Regions from separate parts of the Mus musculus genome. Here region 1 is linked to region 2. Evidence: chromatin contacts called from public HiChIP or PLAC-seq data. All regions are on one chromosome and are shown on one strand. The core of a region is the stretch at or near the end of the contact, and the rest is flanking DNA. Distances in the headings are between cores, read along the strand shown.

What was found. HiChIP or PLAC-seq counts read pairs in DNA pulled down with a chosen protein or histone mark.
Region 1: an H3K4me3 HiChIP or PLAC-seq map of stem cell-derived neural progenitor cells shows a contact between it and region 2, with 6 times the contacts expected there. The contact joins the promoter of Nckap5 here to the promoter of Gpr39 in region 2. A contact is called at or near these places in 9 of 39 promoter capture datasets (the 3T3-L1 cell line, 3T3-L1-derived adipocytes, embryonic stem cells and 4 more), 1 of 115 datasets of contacts at active chromatin or transcription factors (stem cell-derived neural progenitor cells) and 1 of 9 other capture datasets (adipose tissue).

The regions. Positions count from the first base shown.
Region 1 is chr1:126,826,535-126,832,746 of GRCm38.p6, reverse strand. It overlaps Nckap5 (NCK-associated protein 5), which reads left to right and starts at 2,115. Exons shown (of 17, transcript NM_001081756.1): 1 at 2,115-2,430.
Region 2 is chr1:125,673,194-125,679,743 of GRCm38.p6, reverse strand. Gpr39 (G protein-coupled receptor 39) reads right to left here and starts at 2,748. Exons shown (of 2, transcript NM_027677.2): 1 at 1,552-2,748. The coding sequence starts at 2,407.

The DNA.
Region 1 (6,212 bases), core at 866-3,365, 1.2 Mb before region 2:
GCGGGGATGGGGTGGCATTCTCCATCTTAGACCTCTGCCCACCTAGCAGCAATGCATTGAGTAAGGCAAAGGTATGGTAAGCACTTGTCATGCACGATGTTGTTGGCTCTTCCCTATGTTTTAAAATAGCAATCCTGTGTTTAACCTCATAGATGGCTACTGTTTCTCTCAGGTGTTGCTGCCTGTCTTCCAGTCCCAAAGCAAAGTGAAATCACAGGGCCCCTTGTTCAGTTAAGGAGACAAGAATGACAGGAGAAGAGCCTGGGAGACGGGTCATCAGGTAAAAGCCCTTGCCGAGCCTGATGAATCTGATCCTGGGACCCACACAGTGGGAGGAGGGAACTGGCATCCTCAAGTTGTCTTCCGACCTCTACGTGTACACACAATATGAACAAATAAATGTGATATAAGAATGATGTTAAAAGAGAGCACATTAACACACACACAAGCCCTTGCAGGGAACAGGGCTCTACAGGGCTATGAAGATTGCATATCCATGAGGCTGGCCCAGTCCTCTCTTTCAGCCTTCTCTTTAACTTCCCCGTGTGCTGGGTTTTGCCTCTGAGCAGTTCAACAAATCGTCCTGAACGATGCACACATACATCACCCTTCCTCATGTTCCGTCTTGTTGAGAACCACAGACAGTTTTATTAACATGAAGGAAAGGCAGAGTAATGAATGTATGTGTCAGTGTTTCCTGGCTCACATTTTCCATTGGAGAAGAATACTTGGGGTGCTTGCCTCGTTCTAGGTACCCCACTAAAGGCAGGTGCTCTGAAGGAGGGAGGTCATTAGGGCAACCCAGAAAGCCTGGGATTTTTTAATCTGTAAGCCCACTTGAGATATACCAATAAATCAGCCTCCTGGAAAATCAGCAGTCTAGAAAAAATGTGAAGGCTCTTCCATTTATCTCTTGTTTTATCTGACTTATGGTTTGCTTTGTTATTCTATTTTTTGAGACATTTATGCATAAGTGTTTGTTATCTACTGTTTAATGTCATAATCTGCCTAAGCTATCATTTTTTTGAGTAACATTTTTTGTATGTATATGTGAGAGAGAGTTCACACTCGCACTTGTGTGAGTATATGCATGCCCATATATATATGCATATATATATGCAGAGGCCAGAGAAGGAAGCTGGGAGCTCTCCTGTACCTCTTTCTGCTTTCATCTCGTGACATGGGGCAGCCAGCAAGCCCCAGCTACCCTCCTACTGAGATTAGAGGTGTACAGAACCACACACGGCTTTTTATGTGTCTTCTAAGGATTTGAACCCAGGTCCTATTGCTTGCCTAGCAAATGGTCTGACCCATCCAAGCGATCTCCTAGACTCTTCTTCACTTGTAATATTTTAAATTCTAATCAGGCTTATAAACACTGTGCGCTGATGATTATCTATTTGGATTCACGGAGAATTTATTTGAAGCTGGATCTAGCTGAGAGGTCACCAAGAAAGAAAGAACTTGAATAACTGTCTTTCACTCGGGAAAATATCTAGTGTGGGTTCTGGCTAATGAATGAGGGTGGAAAAGTGCTATGCATCTCAGGGGCTCTTTGAAAGTGAAAATTACTTGATTTAGCTTTTCAGGAAAACCAAATTATGCATATGTCCCTCCTGTAAGGCTGTACAAAATCAATGTTTGTAGAGAGCAGAACAGGGGCCGTAATAAGTCACCCCTTTCAGAAAGTACTCCCCTACCTGCAGGGATTCCCGCCCCCTTCGTTTTGGCTTTTTTTAGATGAATGAAGAATTTTCTCCACAAATTATTAATTATTCCATCTTGGCTATAGAACTCCGTTCCTTGTAGTTCAGTAGGAGTCAGTGCTATTCAAACTGCCGCTTTTGATGAAGTAATCGTCCGCTTCTGGGGCCTCTTTTCAGCTGCCCTGGGCGTGCGTCCCATGTAAACGACTGCCAAATAGATTCTTTCGACATTCCAGCCAATTAAAATACATTTAAAGTGCAGCTGGTGGAAAGGCAAGCCGGGCGATCCCGATCACGAGGAGAACTTCGGGGCAGTGAGATAGAAAAACAAACTTTGGGGCTCCCACGAGGCAGCGGAGAAGTCAGAAAAGGGAGCTAGCTACCTCTCACGCTACCCTCCAACCAGAGATGACACCTGGATCCCCACCTTAAAAGACACCAAGGAGGGAAGCCTGCTTGGGAGGGTGTGAGTTTTTCCTCTCTCTTGTTGCCTGTGGAAGCTGAGTGTTGGCTCGGTGCCCGGTGTGGTACTGCATTCAAACGCCCGCAGAACACAGGCGTGTTTGTTAAGCAAGCCAGTGATCAAAAACTCCTACAGGAAGATCCGAGAACCCCCCAGGAGCCCTCCTGGGTAGCACTAGGACTTTGGATGGAATGAGACAGAACCCCGGAGCAGGCTAACGGTGGCGGAGCAACCAGCTGGCCTGTCTGCTATGCCTTTTAGGTAAGGATAGAACTTTTCTTTGCTTCGCTTTTTGTCCCACTGCGTGTGGACTTTGATGTGGAGAATTAAGGTTACTGTGCTCAGCAGGAGCAGTGCAGTGGTCTGGACTTCTGATTTGCAGGTCTGCGTGATTTTTCTGGAGGACTCCGAGGAGGAGCCACTCAGTGTAAATACATCCAGGCATCGCTCAGCACGTGCAGGCTGCGTTGGCACTCACCATGGTGCCTTTGCGCGTGTGGCTCCCTGCTATTTTCTTCCGGTGCTTGCTTTGCGAGAATCCAGGTGTGTGGGGTTTCACAGTGAATTGCTTCCTCCTCGGAACCTGTAATTGCTGTCTAATGCCTGTTTGAGTTTTAGTTCCCATTTCTTGTCGCTGTTGTCTCCTTCCTGTGGTACCAGCGCCACACCTGTACAATCGAGCAAAGTTTACTTGGTTCTCTCTCTCTCTCTCTCTCTCTCTCTCTCTCTCTCTCTCTCTCTCTCTCTCTCTCTCTCTCTCTCTCTCTCTCCCCCTCCCTCCCTCCCTCCCTCCCTCCCTCCCTCCCTCCCTCCCTCCCTCCCTCCCTCCCTCGCTAATATCCAAACAAACCTAAGCATTTTGCTTTCCTAAAGAAAAGCCAAAATGTTTGGAAATGTCTTGGTAAATCTTGATTCTTTTTTCTGCTTCTGGAGTTGTTCCTTCACGGGCTTTCAGTTCAAGCTTTTCTTGGGCTTCAAGGAAACAGGTACAGCCCTGATATCTTGGCGCTGCTGTTCAGTCAGCTCCCAGCTCAGGGGTCCCAAGCTCCTGCCCAGTTCATACAGCTGAGAACACCAAGCAGATGTATAATTGAGCACTGGGCATCAATTCCTACCCACCAGTTGCCAGATGAAAGATGTTCAAGGATCTTGACTGTTTCCTATCTCTGGTTGTCATGGTTGGCTCATTCTGGCTTTGACTTTGTTCGCCGTGAACAAAGAATCTCGCACGTTTCACGGTGAGGGATTGTGTTGCAGAGACCTGAGCGCTGCTAAATGTGCTTTATTAATCTCTAACGTGCCAGTAGCTCAGAGCCCATGCCAAGTAGAGACTTTCCAAATTTTTTGGAGCTACCTGCTGCCAAGATAAACAGCGGTTGGCCCCAGGAGGGGTATTTTAAGGGATCTTGCAACAGCAAAGTTTTACCCATTAAGAGTGGCGAAAGTCAATGAAGGAAATACTGAATAGAAGAAGTTTCAGGGAAAAACCTGACTCAGCTCTCTACCCATTGAATGGACCCAGTGGAGAGAGTCCATCCTCTCATGAACAAAGGACTCTGGGTTTCCTGTGGGCAGGCAGTGACTTTGCTATATGTACACATAGAGCTCTGTTTATGATAGAGGTGAATGGAGACATTCGTGAACACAGATACTTTCCCTGCCTGTGGCAGTGCCAGAACTTGGAGGGAAAACACGGCTTCGTGTGACCTGTGCCTGTCCCATACAATGATTCCACCCTCCACCCCCAACAAACACACACAGAAGTCCATATGGACCCAAATGCAACTTTGTGTTGAATCATGGGAAGAAAGACCTTGGGCAATAGAATGGTAAGGTAATCTACGGCTCAGTTGGCAGGTCCCTGAGAGTGAATGGCTTCTCCAGACTCTGAGTTACTCACCAGAGCAGAATGAGGGGTACCATGCTGGTTCCTGGAAGGTGGGGAGAAAGCCATATATTCCTGGGAGACTCTGACTTTAGACATATATTCCATATGCAGGTACATCTTTTTTTTAAAAAAATAATACTTGTATTATTTATTGAGTACCCCATACAGGCATAGAGTGAACCCCTGCTCCCTCTCTTAGGATCCTTTCAGATTCACCCTTATGCCCTGTCTCTCCTCCCAAAAACACATATCTTTTTTTTTTTTTTTTTGACACGGTTTCTCTGTTATCCGGGAACTCACTCTATAGACAAGGCTGGCCTTGGACTTAGAGATCTGCCTGCCTCTGCTCCCTCTGCCCCCGAGTGCTTGGATTAAAGGTGTGCACCACCACTACCCGGCTCACACCCACTTTAGAAAAAGAGATTCTATTTATTTTTATGTATATAACCCTGTTTTGTCTGCATGTAGTATGTGCACCACATATATGCCAGGGCCAACAGAGGTCAGAAGAAGGCTTCAGATCCCCTGGAACTGGAGTTGGATCGTTGTGGGTGCTGGGAATAGAATCTGGGCCATCTACAAAAGTGAGTTCTTAGCTACTAGTGTTCTAAGTCACTGGGCCACTGCTCTAGCCCCCAGCTCTTTTTCTTTTTTAAAAAGTGAGCTAGCAGATTCAGTTTGAATTACCCATAGACTCATGCAAGTGGGGATGTCCACTGGTGCACACCGGCTTACCAGGGGCCACACTTTCAACAGCAACATCACACATTCACACATACACACATAGGCACATGCACACACATATACACACATGCACATACACACACACACACACAGAGAGAGAGAGAGAGAGAGAGAGAGAGAGAGAGAGACATGCCAAGTCTTCCCCCTCTCCCAAAAGCCATTATCTGCCACTCAAGTCCTTCATCCCTCCATGCTGGAGTCTTGGTTACCTTGATCTTGTACAGCTCTTGTGCAGGTAAACAAGGTGGTTTTAAATTGATGAGTACAGCAGTTCTGTCATGCCCAGAAGACAACTCCGGTCTGGCCCTTCCCAACCTTTGGCTTTGACAGTCTTTTTAATCCTTCTTCTTAGATGGTCCATGAGCCTTTGAGTAGAGAGTGATATATAGACGTCCTATTTATGGATGAGCATTCTACAGATACATATTCTCTATGGGCAGGGACTTCTGCCAGCATTGTTATGTGAGAGCCATGGCTGGGAGCTGGAAGGAGCTCCAACCACCTTTCTGAAGAAGGGACCAAGACACGAAGGTTTTACTAATATCCTTGAACAGTGGCGAGGAGGATAAAGAGAAAGATAGAGCTTTGATCAGGCAGGTGGTTTGATTGCCTTTAAGCAAAGTCCAGCCTCCTTCTCTCAGCTTAGCACAGGAATTGACAAGCTACAAATCAGGCGAAAACCTGCCCACTGTGTTTTTGTGTGGATAAAGTTTTATTGGAAGACAGCCACACCTGTTTGTTGACTTATTGTCTGTGGCTGCCTCTGAGCTGTTCCAGCAGAGTTGAGTCACTGTGGTCACACAGATCTGAGAATACTACTTGCAGGGAAAGTCAGAGAGGCTAGGCATAGAGAATCATGCTTCTTGAGCTACCTGTAGGCTAGAATACGTCTTGTTTTGAATTTCCATTCTGTGATGTGTAGGGGTGGGTCATTTTTTATACAATGTGATTCAAATATTGCTTCAATATTGTGGTTCTGTAAAATCAATGAGTTTGCTCTCTCTTCCTCTCTTCCTCCATCTCTTCCTCTTCCTCTTCCTCTTCCTCTTTCTCTCCGTGTGTCCATGTATGTGTGAGTGTACGAGTGCATGCATGTACAGTGCACATGCGAGGGGATCCAGGTACTGAATGTTGAATGTTGTTCCTCAGACATCTTCTACCTTTTCAATTTTGAGACAGAGTCTCTCACTGGCCTGGAACTTGGTCATTACAGAAAACTTCCAGGGATCTGCCTACCTCTGTCCCCTGTCTTATTGTTACTAATGTTTCCGATGTTTTTCCTGTCATAGCACCTGGCATTTTACACAGTGCTGTGGTTTGAAAATGAAATCTTCCCTATAGACTCACTAGTTTGAATCCTTGGTCTCAGCTGGTGAAGCTGTTTGCAAAGGTTATGGAGCCTCTAGGAGGT
Region 2 (6,550 bases), core at 1,499-3,998:
ACTGATGAGGAGAAGAATGTGTGTAATCTCAACTCTCCCTTGACCAAGCTCCCACTCACATACCTATGACATCACTTTTTCCTTGTTTTTGCTGAAAAATATTTTTAGCAGCCTTTGGTGACATGTGTTATAGATGTCTGGGTTAAAGCCCTGGCTCCCAGAGGTCAGTAACAAAACCCTTCTGGTTTGGGTTGGTTTGTCCTTTAAAAATTTTTTTATTATTATTCATATGTGTATATATCAGGGGCAGGTGACTAAGCTGTCCAGAAGAGGCAGTCATGGCCCCCGAGCTGGAAGTGTTACAGGTAGCTCTGAGCCACTAGGCGAGGGTGCTGGAACTCCAAGCAGGGTCTGCTGGAAGAGCAGTTCTCTTTCCTGTGGAGCCATCTCTCTAGCCCTTAATTCAGGATTTCTTGTTTTGCTCTGTATTTGGTTTTGTTTTAGGGTATCATAGAACCCAGGGTAGCCTCAGATTCACTATATAGCCAATTATGACCTTAAACTTCTGATATTCCTGCTTCTACCTCTCAAACGATAGGATTACGAGTATGGGACACCACACCAAGTTCATGTAGTGCTGGTGGAGGCACTTGGGGCTTCCAGCATGCTAGGCGAGCACTCTCCCATTCAAGCCCCATCTCCAACTTCCCATGACTCTCTTCTGAAGGTTTTGGGGTCTTATATATAACTGGTTCCCTAGAATTCATCCCCTTAAGCCCAGAGAAGACCCTTAATTTCAAATACTTGCATCACCACCAAGTTTTGGAAGCAAACGCCTCTCTCTCTCTCTCTCTCTCTCTCTCCCTCCCTCCCTCCCTCCCTCCCTCCCTCCCTCCCTCTCTCCCTCCCTCCCTTCCTTTCTCTCTCTCTTTCTCTCTTTCCATCAGAAGTTGGGGTGTAGAGAAATGTCGAGGTCAGCTCATCAGATAAACCGAAATCCCTGCTATGCCTCACTGTACTAAGAAGGTACATGGCCCAGCAGAAATCTAAGCAGGGAGTGCTCACATACATCTCAGAGTGAGCAGATCAAAGCTCAGTTTCTTTAGACTTGTAGATCACAGCTGCTAGAAATAGCAGTCTAAAGAGCAAGTATCCCTGAGAAGCCAGTTTCTTCCAAAGAGGAGAAAAACAAATTCGGACAAAATTTCCCTGCCGAGTTAAGGCTCTCTGGCCTAAGGATCCAGTAAGATAGCAGTATCTCTCTTTATCTCTGAAGGACTTGTCCCTGTCCAAAGGAACTCTCACTCGACCTGGGTGATTTCATTTGTCCCTCTTATCACCCAGTATCTTTATCTAAGATACTTTGTTTATAGCCTGAAGTCATAGGAATAATGTACCAGACCTTTCAATGTCACAGGCCACATTTTTCCTAAACACAAAGAAGAGACATCTCCCCCGCCCCCCCCTCCCCGCCCCCCAATAAGCACCAAGACCTTTATTTAGCTGCTGCTTTTTAGCCTCAGTGAACTCCGGGTTTCACTTCTCGGGCCAGAAGGCCCACGTCCCCCCTCCTCCCCCCAGCCCCCTCTCCCCACCGCGACCTAGACTCACTCAGGAATATGATGGTCTGTCTTCTTGCTGTCCGGCTCTCCTCACTCTCTGACTTCCTCAGCTGGAGCTGTGGCCCGGTCCCTGCAAGAGTGCCCTGCTTGCTCTTCATTAGCACTTTCATCATATTCCAACACATGAAAGCCACAGACGCCAGGACCACCAGGTAAACAGCAAAGGCCCCAAAGATGCTGGACTGGAAGACCTCCCAACGGTTGGAGAGGTTCGTGCAGATGGACATATTGGAGTTTCCAGGTTCATCGTGGTGGCGGGTGCGAGAGAGGTTGCAGTTGAGTCCCTTGTGAGTGGGTACGTTTACCAGAGGGTACTCGATACCCATGGCAAAGAGCAAAGGCAGTGCCACCAGGGCGGAGGTGACCCATACAAAGCCAATCAGCAGTTTCACCTGGCGAGGTCCAGACACTGCTTTATACTTGAAGGGATGACAAATGGCAATGTAGCGCTCAAAGCTGAGGGTCAGCACGTGCAGCAGTGTGGCGTAGCTGCACGTCTCAAAGAGGAACGTGTGGAGCTTACAGGACAGAGCATAGCTGGGTGTGGTCAGGGGGTTCCAAATGATGCTGTAGAACTCCATGGGCATGCCAATCAAAAAGACCAAGATATCTGAACAAGCCAAACTGACCATGTGATCTGTCACCTCCTTCTGCAAATAGCCCTTCTTCTGCAATACCTGCGTAACCCTGATGGTGACGCTGTTGCCCAAGATGCCTACCACAAAGATGATCAGGTACACCAAGATGAGGGTGATTTTGATCCAAGTGGCCACCTCAAATTCAGGAACATGGCTGTGATCGATGACACGGGAGCAGATGTGGTTGGAGCCACTGGATGAAGCCATGAGGAAGAGAGACCCAGACCACCAGGTCCCCAAATGTCTCCACTGCCCTTTCTTCGGCCTCCCAAAGAAGCCCCGCAACTCACCAGCGTGGGCGCAACACTTTTCTGTCACTGTGGTTGGCTGGCCAGGAGTGACTTAGTTTTTCGGCTCTCTCATTGTAACTTCCTGGAATAATTCACCCTAGAATCCCTGGCGACGCAGTGGGTGGCGGTGGGGTTTGGAGATAGTCACTCCGGGTGAGGAGGGACCAGTCCGGAGGAGGCTCTGACCTCCCTACTCAACTCTGAGTAAGAGCCGCAGAACTCTGTCTGGCGGCGGATCCTCCTCTCCCTTCCAGGTCCCTGGCACTGGCCTCCCCGACTGCCTTTCAGAAGGGAAGGGAAGAGGTCTCACACGGGTCAATCATTAACCACAGCCCATTCTGCTTAGCAGCCTGCAGCAGAACCAGCCCAGCCAGCCTCAGGGTCTGACTCAACACAGATTGTGGCAGGAAAAGGAACAGCACCTCCCCACCCCCTCGCTCTTGCAGCCTTCTCCTGGCCAGTCTTTGAGGTTTCTTGGGACCGGCAAACCGAGTAGGTGTGGCACCTGGGAAGGCGGAGGTCTCTCCCGGCCATGGAGAGAGGCAATCATCTATAAACTCCTGTATCTGAGATGCCCTGCCTTGCAAGACTGGTTGGGCTGTGGCTTGCCCTGAAAACTCTGCAAGTGCGCTCCCAGTAGTGCCTAGGTTATAAGATACCCAGGTATTTGCAATGAATTACTACCTGGAAGTCATCCCCAACCTGGCTAATAAGACCATTTTTGAAGTCTGGCTTGGCTCCAAGCCTCCTCATGTGCATAGTGCACGCTGCCTCTCCATACCGCAGTTGGTGGTTGTGTCACGAAGCCATTCTCTCCCCAGGGGCTGGGAATGTAGGTGGATGCGAAAGGGGTGCCTGTGTTCTAGATACCTGGTTAGGGAAGCAAGTCCTTCAAGGGAAGCTGTTTCCACAAGCTAGAGGACCACAGCAGGAGCTCATGGGCTCTCAAAGAGGTCCCGTCCCCCCTCACCCCTCTCACCCCCCTCACACACACACACCCCTCCTCTTAAACGGGTGGAGGGATTCTAATGCTCAGGTTGAGCTTTTCAGTGTAGAAATTCCATGTAACTCTAGAATCGAAAATCGAAAGAAAGTGAGTGGACATATGCACCCAACAGTCAACGTGTGTGCAGACATTGCTAAGTGGGGACTTGGGGAAGTCACTGTAAGCCAAGCACTACTGTCCTGAAGAATTAGACTGTGTATAGTCCCTACCCATCCTGACAACAGCTTTTCCTTGTCTGGATCACCATACCTGGGTTAACACTTCAAAGACAGAAGATAACTGAGTCCCCTTGGGTCATAAAATTACTTCTTTGGGTTGGTTGTCTATTGCTTGTTTTTTGAAAGATGGTTTCAGGTAACACAGGCTGGCTTCCAACACCATATAGGCCAGTAAAATCTTGAACTCCTGATCCTTCTGCCTCCCCCTTCCAAGTGCTGGAATTTCAGGCATTTAACACCACTCTTTGTGAGACATTGAGACCTAGGGCTTCACAAATGCTGGACAAACCCTCTACCAACTGAGCCACATCCCCCACTCTGTGTGAAATCTTAAGAAAAATTCAAATACATAAAGACAGGAAGCTGAGAAGGGCAATTCCCAGAGACAGCGAAGGAAAGGAGGTGCACTGAAGGGTGCTGGTTTGCAGTTGTACAGGGTAAATGTATCTAGATATTATTAACTCAAGTCCCCTAACTTGGGACTTAAGTTAATAGTACTTTGAGGCTCAATAAGTATAGCAAGAGACCACAGGTGTAACACACTTAACAGTAGCTCTGGGGCACAAGGAAACAAGGGAATTGTTTGTAGTCACCTTTTCACTGTGTGTTTTAGCTTGCTTTGGGTTGCTATGTTAACAAACTCCTAGCCAAAGCAACTTGAGGTGAAGGGCTTTTACTTGGTTTTTACTCCCTAGGTCAGTCTTGGAGGGAAGTCAGGGTAGGAACTGAAACAGAACACATGGAGACTCAGGATTTGCTAGCTTACCCACGCTCCAGGCCTGCTAGCTTCTTTCTCATCCACCCCAGGGCTACCTGTCTAGGGATGGCACTGCCCACACTGGGATGGATGACCGTACTGTAGAATAGTGAAAAAGAGCCATAGTTATCACCCTGCCCCCAAATCAATTCCAAGCAGATCAGAGACCTCAACGCTGAATTGCTAGGGGAAAACAGACATGGGTGCAGGAAATACAATTCCATTTGTCCAGGAATTAAGGCCAACAATTCACAAATGGGACCTCATAAAATTTAAAAGCTCCTGTACACAAAGAAAACCATCAATCAAGTGAGGAGGAAGCCCCCAGAGTGGAGGGGGGGAATCCTTGCCATCTATACACCCAGTAGAAGATTATTATCCAAAATAGATAAAGAACTCAGAGAAAAAAAAAACAACAAAGAATCAAGAAAATAAATTACTGAATTAAAAAGTGGTGTACGTAGGTGGACAGAGTTCTCAAAAAAAAAAAAAAGAAGAAGATGGCTAAAAAATATATCTTTAAGTGTTTAACTCCTTAGCAATAAGGAAAATGTAATTTGGAAACTATTTTGAAATTTGATCTTACCCCAGTCATAATATCTAAGATCAAGAAAACAAACAACACAAATGCTAAAGAGAATGCTGGGAAGGGGAACCCCCTCCACTGCTGATAGACCTGAGACCTGGTGCAGCCACCGTGGGAATCAGTGAGGAGAACTCTCAAAGAGCTGAAAGTAACCTGGCATAAGGCCCAGCTGTGGCACTCCTTGGCATATATGCAAAGGGCCTCAACCCTACTTCACGGACACTTGCTCCCTCAGCCATGATCAATGCAACTCTAGTGACAAGAGTTAGGAAATGGAGAAACAACCTATGTGTCCTTCAACCAATGCATGGACATGAAAATGTGGCACACATGTACAATGGGCTACTACTTGGCGGTAAAGAAAACAGAAACTAAAGATTCAGGAACTAGAATATATTTACTGAGTGAGGTAACCCAGAAAGATAAGCATCCCTTGTTCTCTTACTTGTGGATCCTAGCTCCAAGTCTCTGTATTTGAATATATAGCCCCTTAACTACAGAAGCGAGGGAAGCAGAAATGGGCCATAGAGGAACAGGGAAAGGAGCTCCAGAGAGGATAAAATACTGGACCAGAGGCTATCTAAAGTGAATAAGATAACACAGGAGCTATGAAGGGAGAAAACAAAAACCAGAGACGAGAGGAGTAACTGGGGAAGAGAGAGGGAGGGTAATAAAGAGAAGAGGAAGAGAGAAGGCATAAATAGCACTAAAGATGTATGAAAAAGCCAAATGTACATACATACATATCAAACACACACACATCCATATATATATGGATGGTGGATGTCCATATATATATACACATACACATATATATGCCATGAACATTAATAGAATTGTGTATGTGCCTGTGCATGTGTGTGTGTGTGTGTGTGTGTGTGTGTGCAGGTGCATGTGCACACATGTATATGTAGAGGGCAGAAGTCAAATCAGAAATTGTTCTTCAGGTTCTGTCCACCTTGTTAATTTATTTGGTTTGTTGGTTTTTTATTATTTTGAGACAAGGTCTCATTATGTAGACATACAGTTGTTTTTAAAGAATCAAACGTGTGTGTGTGTGTGTGTGTGTGTGTGTGTGTGCGTGTGTGTGTTTACATGCGTACAGGTGCCCTGGGAGACCAGAAGAAGCCATTGGATGCTGTGGATTTGGAGTTTCAGGTGATTATGAGCCACTAGATGTACATACTAAGAACCACATTCCAGGCCTGTGTAAGAAGAGCAATCACGTATCTCTGCTGAGCCATCTGCCCAGCCTCATGGTTCATTGTTTTTCTTTGTTTTGTTTTGTTTTGTTTTGTTTTGTTTTGTTTTGTTTTGTTTATTATCTTCACAACAGTGTAAAGTAGGTATCATTGCCCTCATTTTACAGATGAGAAACTTGAGAGGAGGATAAAGTGACTACCAGACAACTCTAAAGGAAAATTCAAGGTCAAGTATACCTGGCACCTAAACACTTTCCTCCCTATGGCAATGTCTCCCTGAAGCTGCTGGAG